2 separate regions of the Mus musculus genome follow, and region 2 is linked to region 1. The links are chromatin contacts, called in public HiChIP or PLAC-seq maps. All regions are on one chromosome and are shown on one strand. The core of a region is the stretch at or near the end of the contact, and the rest is flanking DNA. Distances in the headings are between cores, read along the strand shown.

What was found. HiChIP or PLAC-seq counts read pairs in DNA pulled down with a chosen protein or histone mark.
Region 2: a contact with region 1 is called in an H3K4me3 HiChIP or PLAC-seq map of intestinal crypt epithelium, with 3 times the contacts expected there. The contact joins the enhancer-like site here to the promoter of Ugt2b34 in region 1. A contact is called at or near these places in 1 of 39 promoter capture datasets (liver), 2 of 484 Hi-C or Micro-C datasets (liver and nephron progenitors), 3 of 115 datasets of contacts at active chromatin or transcription factors (embryonic stem cells, intestinal crypt epithelium and intestinal villus epithelium) and 1 of 9 other capture datasets (pancreatic islet).

Annotation. Positions count from the first base shown.
Region 1 is chr5:86,903,334-86,909,807 of GRCm38.p6, forward strand. It overlaps Ugt2b34 (UDP glucuronosyltransferase 2 family, polypeptide B34), which reads right to left and starts at 3,604. Exons shown (of 6, transcript NM_153598.2): 1 at 2,858-3,604; 2 at 924-1,072. The coding sequence starts at 3,587.
Region 2 is chr5:86,958,828-86,965,301 of GRCm38.p6, forward strand. It overlaps the pseudogene Gm20121. Among named protein-coding and RNA genes, the nearest start is that of Gm24121, 33 kb to the left of the region's middle. Within about 2 kb of position 3,349, at least 15 of the 459 cell types and tissues checked have an H3K27ac peak or open chromatin away from gene starts, as enhancers often do. A contact at or near this core is called in intestinal crypt epithelium and intestinal villus epithelium, where this site is marked.

The sequences.
Region 1 (6,474 bases), core at 2,354-4,853:
CCTTTTTTTTCGTTTCTCTTCTCTTCCTTTCCTTTCCTTTCCTTTCCTTTCCTTTCCTTTCCTTTCCTTTCCTTTCCTTTCCTTTCCTTTCCTTTCCTTTCCTTTCCTTTCCTTTCCTCTCCTCTCCTCTCCTCTCCTCTCCTCTCCTCTCCTCTCCTCTCCTCTTTCTTTTTTCTTTTTTTTAAGAGTTCTCAATAACTATATATATCCCAACTATATTTTAAAACAGCCATGTCATCTTTTATGTAACATCATTATTGTATAACTAAAGGAGGATTCTTCAGAGACATCTCTTCCTAGAGTAGAAAAAAGTTTCACTTTCTTTGCATCATGAAGTGTTAGTGTGAGTTAAAATCATATCACATTCCTTTGTACCTCCAGGGTGCATGTACAGTTCATTTATAGACATTATCTAAGAGCAGTTTTAGAGATCAAGGAGATACTGAGCTTTGTTAAATGAGCAGAACTATGTGCCTTATTTTGTCCCATATCCTGACTCCTCTTTTATTGTCAGACAACTTGGCCTTCCCTCACTGTAACATTTCTTCTTCACAGTGAAACTTCAAAGTAGAACTGTTGGTGTTTCTAGGTAAGCCTGTGCACACTCTGTTTCCCTGTATGCTCTCTGTGTGCTTACCTCTGGGTTGTACTTGTTAGTTATCTGTGTGTTCTGCTTGAATCACTTATATTTTCTCTTTGCCGAGTAGGATTCTAACTGTCCCTGCCCTCGGATATCCACAGGGTTCATAAACGAAATGCAGACTCTTGTGATGGAACAGATATAGGCCTTTCTGCTGGCTGTTGTCTTTACCTAAATTTCTGTGATGTTCTGAGTTTGACACAAAGACTCTGAAGGAATACAATCTAATCACTCATGTTCGAAATGCAAGGCACCAGAAGCAAGAAAACGGGAATATATTTACCTTAGGCAGGGGCTTGGCAGGTCTGCAGTGGAGGCCACCAATAAAATCAAAATTTGGTAAGACAGGATGAGGAAATTCTAAATCCCAGTAGGTCCTAATGAGCCATATGTCTGCTTTGGCCATAGTCTCTGAGAGTGTCGTGGGTCTTCCTGAAGAGGAGTCAGAGCAATGAAGATATAAGATATAACAAAATATCAGGTGAATATGACTATGCCTTCTGGAAGCACTTTTGTTTATGCAGCCAGAGATGTTTACAAGTGTGGGACTTTGTGTGAAAAAAAATATATGTGTGTGTATGTTTATGTATGTATGTATGTATGTATGTATGTATGTATGTATGTATGTATATAGATGTGTTTGAATGTGTGTAGTATTTGAAAACAAATTTGTAATATATATGCTTCTCATATGTATGCTTAGAGATATATAAATTCATTGTATGAGTATCTGTGAAAAGTTACCACAATTGTAACCTTGTTAATTTATGATCAATAAGTATCAAGATATGTTCTTGAAATACAGTCAAATACCATTATTTAGGAATCGTAACTTAGGGAAACACTTTTCCCTTTAACTCTAGATGTAGTTTGTTCTATGTAGCAGCTAGAACCTTGATGTGTGCTCCTATAAATGAACTGAGAATTTTGTGCTGTCTGGTTTTGAGACAGTTGGATGCAGCCTAGAGTGGTTCCTCAGTGACTAATGAAGCTACAGTGGACCCTGAATGCTAGATCCTCTTCCTCCTCACCTCAACTGCAGAGATGGAAGGTGTGTGCACCCCAGCCCAGTGCAAACATTTAAGGGGATTCTGTTTCAGCATTTCATTGAGACAGTGTCTTACTATATTACCCTGGTTTCCCTCAGAGAGAAATTTTTATTATGCCTGAGTTCTTTGATTTTGCTCTTGATTCATGACTGATTGTTTAATAATTTGGTATGTATAGATGTGTTTACAGATAATATGGATACATGCCTTAAAATATGGAGAGAGACATGTATGTTCAGTAAAACACTAAGTAATACCCAATATGTCTACATTTCAAGATTCTATGTTTGAAACACAATTTCAACTGACTCCAATAAATCAATTAGATTCCCCCATGTTTTGCATTCACATATTTCCTCTGTATAGAGCAGAGATAGAATATTCACAGCTGTGCAGAAGTTTAGTAGGTTAAAGGGGAAGATCTTTTAAATCATAAATAAAAAAATAATTTATATAAAAAGTCCTCCTTTGATTGTAAATAGAAAGATGATAGATAGATATTTACCTATGCTAGAAGTATGTATAATCCTCAGTGTATTTTATAAGTCATGAAGACTTTGCCTTTGTTTAAAGCATATGTTTTAGAGGCTGGTGTAACACATTAGAAGGTAAAGGTATTCCATGCAAGCTAAAGACTTGAGTTCAATCTCTATACAAGCGTAAACACCTAAATTGATCCCAAGAACATACATAGAGGTAGAAATAAGAACTCTTCAAAGTTTAATCTGGCCTCTACATAAGCAACCCAGAGCACAATCCCCCTTTCCCATGACACAAGTGTGCATGTTCATACACATGATAATAATAGCAATGAATATAATAAAGTGGCAAAGATATTAATGACAATGAAGGCACCAGTCAGGTAAAAGTGTTGCTTTAAAACACGAGGAAAAATGTCTTGGGCCTATGTAATTTCTTAGAGAAATAATCATAGTTTTGTTATGTGAGTGTGTGCTGACAATTCATAGACAAGGTTTTGCAACTGACACTGGAATACAAAGTTCTTTACAATGCTTGAATTTGACAGCTAATTTTCTAGTTTTCCCATCATTTTATTTAGGAGAGACAAATCATTCCCCTGTCAGACCTGTTCTTAGACATTCACATTCAATGACACAGCAAATTGAGAATCCAGCAATCCCACCAGGGCACTGAACAGGGCACTTACCTAATACTTCAGTATAAAGCTGATTCCAGTTCTTCTCATTAAATGTTTGGAACCAAAAGTCAAAACACAGCATATAGATGACATTTCTCACCCTCTCCATGAAAGTCATCCTGTCACTCAATTCTGACATAACAACAGGCACATAGGAAGGAGGCAGTGGGAGTCCCCCACTGTACTTCTCATAAGTGGAGCCAGGAAAGAAGCGGAGACTGTACACAAGGGGGATCTTGAGAACCTCAGCCAGCAGATCACCGCAGGGTATGAAGGGATCTGCCAGGATCACATCAAACCTTGATTTTTGTAGCTTTGTCATGAGTTCTTTGTTAAAAACTACATCTTTACAGAGACTTTCAAAATATTTTGAATCTACCCAAACCATTTCTTGCAACATTAAGAAGTATCCCCAAAATGACTGCTTTGGCAGCTCATAAATATATTTCTTGAGTGATTCCCAGAAAATTTCCTCTAACTCAGATAAGGAGTATGATGTAGGATAAGTCTCGAATTCAATAGCAGATGTGTTGTCAACCTCATAAGATAAGGATGCTGAAGGTCTCAGAACCATCACTTCATGACCCTTCTTCAGAAGCTCGTCTAGGATTGTCTTCAAGTTGAGCCAATGGCTGAACTCCATTGGCCACACCAGCACCTTCCCACCAGTCCCAGATCCAAAGAAGCCACTCAGCTGGAGCAGGAGCAGGAGCAGGGCTGCTGTCATTTTCACAGGCATCTTGGTTAACTTCAGGCCTGCCTTCCAAAGGATGATTGCTCAGCTCTTACAGATATAGAAAGAGCAGTAATCAGTCAGTTAAAGTGTAACTTGTACACACCAAAGCAAATAGAAATGGGAGTCACAGCCTCTGGAGGGCAAATGCCAAAACCTGGATGCAGATGTGAAAGTGGGAAATGACTCTGGATTCTCAGTGATCTTGAATGTATACTGTATTTGGAGAACAGTGAAAAGTAAGATCTCTCTTTCTCCCTTCCTTTCACTCTCTCTTTCTCCTAATGGAGCTTCTTTGATAAAGAATCTGAAGTAAAGGCAAACTGTCCAGTCACATTTTTATAAATACCATAGGTCAGTGTTTTGTCATATGAATATTGGCAACACTGACCAGTTACCATACTACTTAGTGATTTTAAGTATATGGCTCAGAGGTCTATAGTGTAATCTCAGAATTAAACACACTGCACTTACGTTTAGAGCATATTATAATCTAGATGGAAGCCCCATTCTTTTAGTCTTCCCATTAGCTCCATCTCTACCCCATCAAGAACCTGCTTACTTGTAACTAGTCAGCCTAGCAAAAGTGAAGAGATAAGGAGACATTTGTGTTTTCCTCTTTGACTCTCAGACTATTGAAAGACTTTCCCCAGTAACTTTCTGCTAGGAGAAGAAATGTTTGATCTCTGGGGACACCCAGAGGAGGAATTTGTATCCAGGAGGGCAATTTACAAGTTAGGGCAGGCTAACATTTCTGGTGACTAGGAGCTAAGTTAATGGTGGGCAAGGTCCCATGCCATTCCTGGAAAGCTTAGCTATGCAGATGCCTTGTAAGAATCCCAAAGATGGAATTAAGGGTGACTGGCTCCTTTTGTCTCTCTTCCTAAAGTGATCACACTGAATATATTCTGCATTTCACTATTAATTTGGCTCTTTTATGGATTTATTGAGCTAGGTTTGTTTGTAAGTGACAGCTTACACTCCCCTATATTGTTTTTCCTGCAGTGACCATGCCTTAGTCATCTTTATATAGAACAAAGTAATACTTAGTAAATGGTTTTTGAATGAATCCAAAAATCTAGTTCTCTAATTCTGCTTACAAGTAGCATAAAATTCTAAATGTAAAAACGGGACTGTCCTCTGATATCATAGCTATTTTAGACAGAACTTGATAGTTCCATACTAGAAATGGGAAGAGTGTCTCAAGGCATAGTGTGATTTTTAAATATTGAGGACAGTGGTTATTTTAAAATTTCTTTTTAATTAAGAAAACCCAGGATTTTCTTTTCCATGTTTTGAACCTGATGGCTGTATAACATTAAAAAACAGTTCAATGTTAACTAAGTTATATAAAAACAATTTTCTTTGACAGAGAAGCTTCAGTATTTAAATGAACAATAATAAATAACCAAATAACATAGATCAGCTTATTCAGCTGCTTCAATGTATATTTTACATTCAACCTCTCAACACTAGGTCTATGAAGTATAATCTTCTTTAAAAGGACTATAACATTCACTAGAAAAATGTGTGATTCTTATTGTCCAAATGGTCACTGGGTAGATTCTGAAGTACTTGGCTCTTAGGAATTATCCCTTCTTTTGATTCAGAAGAGAAGCTGATGCCTGCTACCAATGTTGTGTCATAAATTTGTGCCAGACAGGATATACAATGTAGACGAGACCCTATTGCTATTTTCTAATACATGAACATTGTATGAAATAGACTCTTAATGACTTATACCCAAACATTAAAGCATCTCCCAACTGTCATCAGAGAACATTTTTGCAGTGGATAGTTATTGGCATAGAAACCCATAAATGTCCAAGGTGCAGAGCATAAGAAACACTAAGCCATAAATGGGACATGTATATCACATGGTATCCTTCCAAGCCTCGGGTCATTTCTTTAGAAAGCGTGTAAGAGACAGAGGTGGTGGATAACTACAAGCAAGCTCTTTCTTTCATATTCTACAGTCTCTGTTGAGGATTTGTCTTTTGCTATGTATGTAATGCTATATACTAGCATCCCAAGGTTGCCCCCAGACATGAGAGAATCGGCACGTAGGCCCATATAACCATGTAACCTTGTTATTCAAGTTATTACTATTTGGTGAATAAAGATACCTCCATCCTATAGCTGGACAAAAGAGAGATAGGTGGAATTTTTAGTTCCCAGGTTTGAAGGAAGAGAGAAGATGGAGAAAAGAGCAGATATCATGGAGTAAGTCAGTCATCAAAACATGGCCAAGAGGAATGGATAAGTGAAGTTAAGAACATCCCAGATGGATCATGGTGAGATATCTCAGGGTTATGGATAGGGAAGTAGATGCTAATAGCTTAGATGGTAGCTATCTGCCCAGCTTTAGAGGTTATTAAGGCTTATTATAAACATGAATGTTGCTTGTATTTTAGCTGGGAACTGAATGATCAAAGGCAGGGTAAAAACTTGATTGAGATTAAATATTTACTACTGCATCATCTGCACATATCTACTCCTAGGGACTGTGACAGCATGTAAAATCCCCATACAAGTACAAGATGGAGAAAATCTCAGAATGGAGAGAACAAGTGACCACAGAGTTCCAGCCCTAGCTGGGGAGCGATTAGCAATTGGTATTGCTGGGAGAAGGAGAGTCAGATTTTTTTTTTTGTTTTAAAAATATTACCTGTAGCAACTCTATCCTACTCTTGTGCAAGGCCACATATTCATGGTATATGGGTAGTACACATTGAACATGGTTGATATGAAAAAAAAAAACACACACACACACACACAATGTTCAGTCCCTAGGGAATGGAGATGGATCTGGGAGAAGTTGGCTGAAGAGTTAAATATAATCAAACCATATTATGCAAATTCCCCAACTCAGTGCTGAAGAGAGGACTCAGTG
Region 2 (6,474 bases), core at 2,099-4,598, 55 kb after region 1:
CAGGTGCAGAAGATTCCATAGAGAACATCGACACAACAGTCAAAGAAAATACAAAATGCAAAAGGATCCTAACTCAAAACATCCAGGAAATCCAGGACACAATGAGAAGACCAAACCTACGGATAATAGGAATTGATGAGAATGAAGATTTTCAACTTAAAGGGCCAGCTAATATCTTCAACAAAATAGGCTTAAAAATGCTCATTATCATTTTCTCTGTAGGATAACATTGAGTTCCTCCTGATAATGCAGATTTCACTTTAAAAAAAAATATTGCCCCATAAGATTGGTTCTTATTGTAAACCAATCACTACACAGAAATGAAATCAAAATTCCATTAATAGCAACACAAGGCTATGTTTTTTTTTTGTTGTTTTTTTTTTTGTGTGTGTGGTGTGTGTGTTTTTGTTTTTGTTTTTTTAGTTTTATTTCTGAGATTATATTTTCAAAGGGGTCTTTCTCCTTTGAAACCCTCCCATACACTCCTCTCACCTTTCCTTCAAACTCTTTTTACAAAACTTGTTATTGCATGCAAAAATATACTTCTGTAAACATATCTATTGCTAAATGTAACCCACTCAGTCCACAATGTGTAGCTCATATTTATGTTTTCAAGGCTGACTGTCTGGCCCTGAACAACAAATTGGTGTGTGTTGCGTCCAACTCGACCAGCAAGGAAAACGCAACCACTAGTTCTTCTTAAAGCAGTTTACTCAGGTAGCTTCTTTCTTCAAATCCCCCTAGCTTCAGGGTACAAGCATTTTTTTATCCACTCAAGCCACAACCACGCCTCAACCAATCACCACAGGTCACATCACCTCACCAGGCAGGCTTGCTCAGCCAATCAGGGATTAAGGGCGAGCCACCCACCAAATATGGGCTTGTTTACTGCCTGGCACAGATTTCTGTCAGGCTGGCCAGGGAGTCCAGAATGGCTTCCCACAGGTGTGCTCTAGCCTAGGAAAGACATCTTGCCCTGCCCCTAGCTTTGGTTGGTTGATTATTGTTCTTTGTGTGAGGTTGAAGCTCATTGGTTTTTCTTCATCCAGTTTGCCATGGTTTTTATATCTTTCTTTTCCATCTCACATTTGGGCAGCCATGTTTTTGAAACTTTGGAGTTTCAATTTCTGACATTTCTAGGAGGCACAGTCTCACAGAAAAATTCCTTGATCCTCTGGCTCTTACAATCTTTCTGTTCCATTTTCTACAATGTTCCCTGAGCTTTAAGTGGAGGAGTGTATTTTAGATGTATTTACAAGGACTGGGCTCTACAACTCTTCACTTTCATTGGTTGATTCAGAAAGTGCATTCTGAATCTTTTGCCAGGTTACCTCCATCCCTGCTAGGAGAACTCCCCAGCACACTGCTGTCAGGTTGCCTATGGAAGGTGGAAGGCCTGCACTCACAGGACACAACTGGTGATTTTTCAACAGTGATGTCGGACTCCAAAGAAAAGCTCTTCACCTCAAGATTTCATATTACTGGAGAAGTTCCATTTGCACTTATGTCTTGAAAACTTGAATTACTGGATCCTGTCCAAGACATTCAGTAACCTGTTCCATCTAGTTGACCTGGAATTAGTAAGTGTTCCTCAGATTTGCTGCTCTTTTCTGAGCTGAATCTCTGTTCTTGCCCAGACAAGATCTAAGTATCAGACAGAGAAATCGAAAGATCTTTGGACTTTTTTTTTTTTTTTTTGACTGACTTTGGGAGAGAAGCAGCCTGCTTTTCCTGATTCTACCTGGTAAACTTTTTTGTGGCAATCCTTTTACTTTGCCTTAGGTCTGTACTGATCAGGTGGTTTTCACTCATGGTGATTAGTGAAAGAGAACTCTGAGAAGATCTTTCAGGGCTTGTAGAAAGGGAACTGATACTGGTATGGAATTGCTGCTGGAGAGATGACTTGGCAAAAAATCGAAGTTAAAGTTGTGCTTGATGGACTTCCTTTTCTTACTTAAGAAGGCACGAGAAGACTCTCCTGGCAGTTTACGCTTAATACTTGGTTTGAGAATCAATGGTGATACAAAGGCCTGGGCAGTTCTATTTTATTGAGGTGTAATAGAGGGTATTCTGCTAGATTTGTTTATTTAGGGCTCCATTCACAAAATCTCCAACACTTTGTCTTCTTTTTCTCTTAAGTTCACCAAGAATTTCAAAGTCTCCTTCAAAGTCTTTCAGTAATGGAGTAGGACAGAGTCCATGGATACCTAACATGGCTGGTATCTTTCCCAGGATACAATCTGACACTCCAATGTCAGATGTACAGTTAAAAATTGTCTATACTAATTCTGCATGCAGACATAGCTTCTTTTCTGTGTTTGCAGACATCTTCTCATGGCCATCACTTGTCTAAGAAAAGTATCTTAATCCATCAAGAGTAGGATCTGCATAAGACATGACAGCAACAATCTAGCTTTATTTCTCTCCTCTGTTTCTAACTGTTGAGCTTTGAAAAGTGCTTCATGCAGATCAGCATGGAGGACAGGTTCTGGCAATTCCTGGAAGAACTGCTTTAGCAGGTGTTCAACATTACATGGAAGTGTAGAAGGCAGGCAGGCTTCACCATGGTTCAGTTTACTATTTAGTACCTTTAGACTAATAACAGGTCCCGAATTCCCAAAAAGCCTTTCTGTATGCATAATGGTCTTTTAAAGACGTGCATGCATCAACAAGAAAGCTTGGATTGTAGGAATATATCTATACTCTGGAACAACTGAAAGAGGCAAGGAATTAAAGGGAATTCCAAGTATCTTCCCTCTTATTTCTGTAGCTGCAGTTTCATGTCTCCTGCAATCACACTAATGGCAGCTACCCTTGACCTTAATGCCACACAGTTAGCCCGAAGCTGCTGCAGCAGGGCCAATCTGACCAGTCTCTCAACCCACATCTGACATGTTGCCCACTCTCTGTGGCTGACTCCAGGTCCTGACTTTCTTTGCCACCAACCAACTCTTCCAATTTCCAAACACTCTCAGGCTTGATTGCTCTCTGCTCCACTGCCTTCTGGCCACCCCTGGCACTTCCTCCACTTTTCTGTGATCCACTTACACAGACCTTCTCTCCAGCCACACTTCACTGTTGTTTCATTTCCACCAACCTTCTTTCCTGGTCACTCACACCTGCCAGTTACTTCCACAAACTTCCCCTTTTCCTCTGACTCCTCCGTTTCCCTAGACTAAGGCCTGCAGCTAGTTTCCCTGCTTCTGGACACTTCCACTTACCCTCTTCTGTGCACAGTGGCCTTCTCAGCTCAGATATCTTGAGTTGGAACCACAATGTTAAGCTCCTCCCTCCAGTCTGGCCAGCTGGCTGCTCAGGGATCCTCAATCCTGGTCCCTGCCTGGGCTGGTCCCTGCCTTGCCTGTGGGCCCCACCTGGTAAAACTTAGTGGCTCAGCTCATGCCAGTGCCCCACCTTCTTGGCATACATCAGACCCGACATGACTGCACCTCTACTTTTAATTTTTTAATTGATTTGGTGCATTGTAAATTAACTTCCTTCTGGGTTAATATCTATATTTTCCCTTCTCAGATATAAAGAGAATTCTGATATCAAGAATTCACCATGATCAGCTAATAAAGCCCCTGGGTGGGGCAATCATCTGGATAAAGTTTGTTATGAACAACAAAGGATATGTACCTTTGGATAGTAATCCATATCTGCAGATGGTTTTAATACTACTCTCTGGTTGTGTTTAAATTTCTGATAACCTCTGTGGTTCTAGGCATAAAATTCCATCCCTATCCAAGGAACTACTGGTAGCTCTCAGCTACTGGAAGTGTCAGTTGTCGGGAGTCCTAAACTAGCAGGTGATCATCCTGAAATGGCCTGCTTTGGATTATTATATAATCTGTGATAGGTGCGCCCTTATTAAGCAAGGCTGTATGGGATTCATTCTCAGAAAGAGTCCCACTATTAATATGATTTTCTGGTTAATATTAAACATATATAACAACCACTAAGTAGTAGCCCACCCCTTTAGAGCAGATCTCTGCAGATCCACAAAGATGTACTGTCTTGTAGTGATGGTATATAGACAAATAGATGACTAAAGTCTTAATGTTGATCCTATAAGAATTCCTAAAATTATATCTGTGATTATTAAGCTTTTTTAGAGTGGGACTGCTATTAGTTCCTTTTCTGATAGTCAAAACTGCAATGAAAACTCTGACAGTCTCCCAAGTATCACCAGTTAATTGCTCTTAGATAGTAACCAGTCTTTCTCCTACGCAGAACATTCCATGAGGTTGTAAAACAATTAACCAAAGGTCATAAAAAGGGAACTAACAATTTATTATAGGTGCTAGGACAGAAGATAAAATTTTGACTGTGTTTATCTATACAAAACTTCACTAATAACTTAGTTATGGTTTTAAACCTTCAGTGAGAAGGGGTTAGCAGCCCCATAGCAGAAACAACAATATGAGCTAACCAGTAACCCCAGAGCTCCCAGGGACTAAATAACCAACCAAAGAAAACACATGGTGGGACTCATGGCTCCAGCTGCATATGTAGTAGAGGATGGCCTAGTCGGTCATCAATGGGAAGAGAGGCCCTTGGTCCTGTGAAGGCTCTAACCCAGTGTAGGGGAATGCCAGGGCCAGGAAGCAGGTGTGGGTGGGTTGGTGAGTATGGGGGTTGGGGGGGGGAGGGGATAGGGGATTTTCAGAGGGGAAACTAGGAAAGGGGATAACATTCGAAATGTAAATAAAGAACATATCTAATTAAAAAAAAAAGAAAAAAATTATACCTTCAGTGAAGCTGTGGCGCTGAGACCGGTGGTGGTGGTGGTGATGGATGTTAAGCCAGATAATTACTCCTAATGGTTATGCATGTAAACATTGCTGCTTAAAGCTTCTATTTCAATTTATGATTTGATTTTTTTGTTTGTGAACTTGTGATGAACTTTGTATTCTGAAAAATGTGTAAGTACTCATAACAAAGAGATGAGAAAGAGAGATTCTTTTTCCTTTTCCCACTTATAGTACAATTTTTTCCTGTCCCCCCCACACCGCACCTAGGAGATTTTGTTTTTTCCTTTAGAAGAATTTTTTTCCCTTACTAGAATTTTTTCCCTTTCCCCATTTTGAATCTTTCTGCTTTTCCGTTTAGATAGCTTTCACAGGAAATTTTTACAGCTTAGTAATAAACACTATAACCACTTCTCTAAAGTGTCCCATTTTCTTCCTGCAACTTCAGACTAGCAGGTTGAAAGTTAGAGCCTACTGAGATAGAACAAAGGCTGCTGCTTAATCCTCTGCTGTTAGGCTACAGGTGTTGTTCACCTAAGCCAGCAGTCGTGTACCCTCAGAAAGAGCAAGAAAGTTTTTAGAACTTTTTTGAAGTTATCTTCCTGCATGTCTCTGTACCAATACCATAAAGTTTTTATCACTATTGCCCTGTAATACAGCTTGATGTCGAGGATGGTGTTTCCCCGAAAAGTTCTTTTATTGTTGAGAATAGCTTTTGCTATCCTGAGGGTGGGGAGGCCAGAGTGGGTGGGTTGATGGAGGAACACTCTCATAAAAGCAGAGGGAGTGGGGATGGGATAGGGGGTTTCCAGGAAGGGAGGAAACCAGGAATGGGGATAACATTTGAAATGAAAATAAAGAAAATATCCCCCCAAAACCCCAAAACTTTATTTATCACTCATTAGAAAAAAAGAAGTTACCAACAGCATTTCAGTACTGTCTGAGATGCTCAGACTTTAAAGCCATCACCAGAGTCCTACTCTGTGCCTAGGTCACTACCCTCTCCAGGCCCAGAGGTGCCCGGACGTCAGTTTTCTCTGAATTTGTAGGCCTTGAGAATTCAGCCATGCTCTAGTAGAAGGTCACACATCTAAGAATATTTCTGTAGAACACAGTCCTGATAGGGGTGAGAACACCATAGCCCACCAATGTTTATCAGCATTTACTTCTTTTGGATCTTAGCCCTTCTGACTAAGGTAAGAAGAAATTTCAGAGTATTTTTAATTTACTATTCCCTGATGTATAAGGATGTGAAAAAATTTTAAGTATTGCTTCAAAGTTAGTATTCATCTTTTGAGAACTCTCTACTCAATATGATGCCCCATTTTTTATTGAAGATACATTTTTTATACAATATGCCCCATTGTTTTTATTGAAGATAAATTTTTATACAATATATTACTCTTTTTTTTTTTAAAATCTTATTAGATATTTTCTTTATATACATTCCAAATGCTATCCCAAAAGTTCCCTATACCCTCTCCCCACCCCTGCCCGCTCCCACTTCTTGGCCTTGGCGTTCCCCTGAATTGGGGCATATAAACTTTGCAATATCAAGGGGCCTCTCTTCCCAATGATGGCCGACTAGGCCACCTTCTGTTACATATGCAGCTAAAGACACGAGCTCTGGGGGTACTGGTTAGTTCATATTGTCGTTCCACCTATAGGGTTGCAGACCCCTTCAGCTCCTTGGGTGCTTTCTCTAGCTTCTCCATTGGGGGCT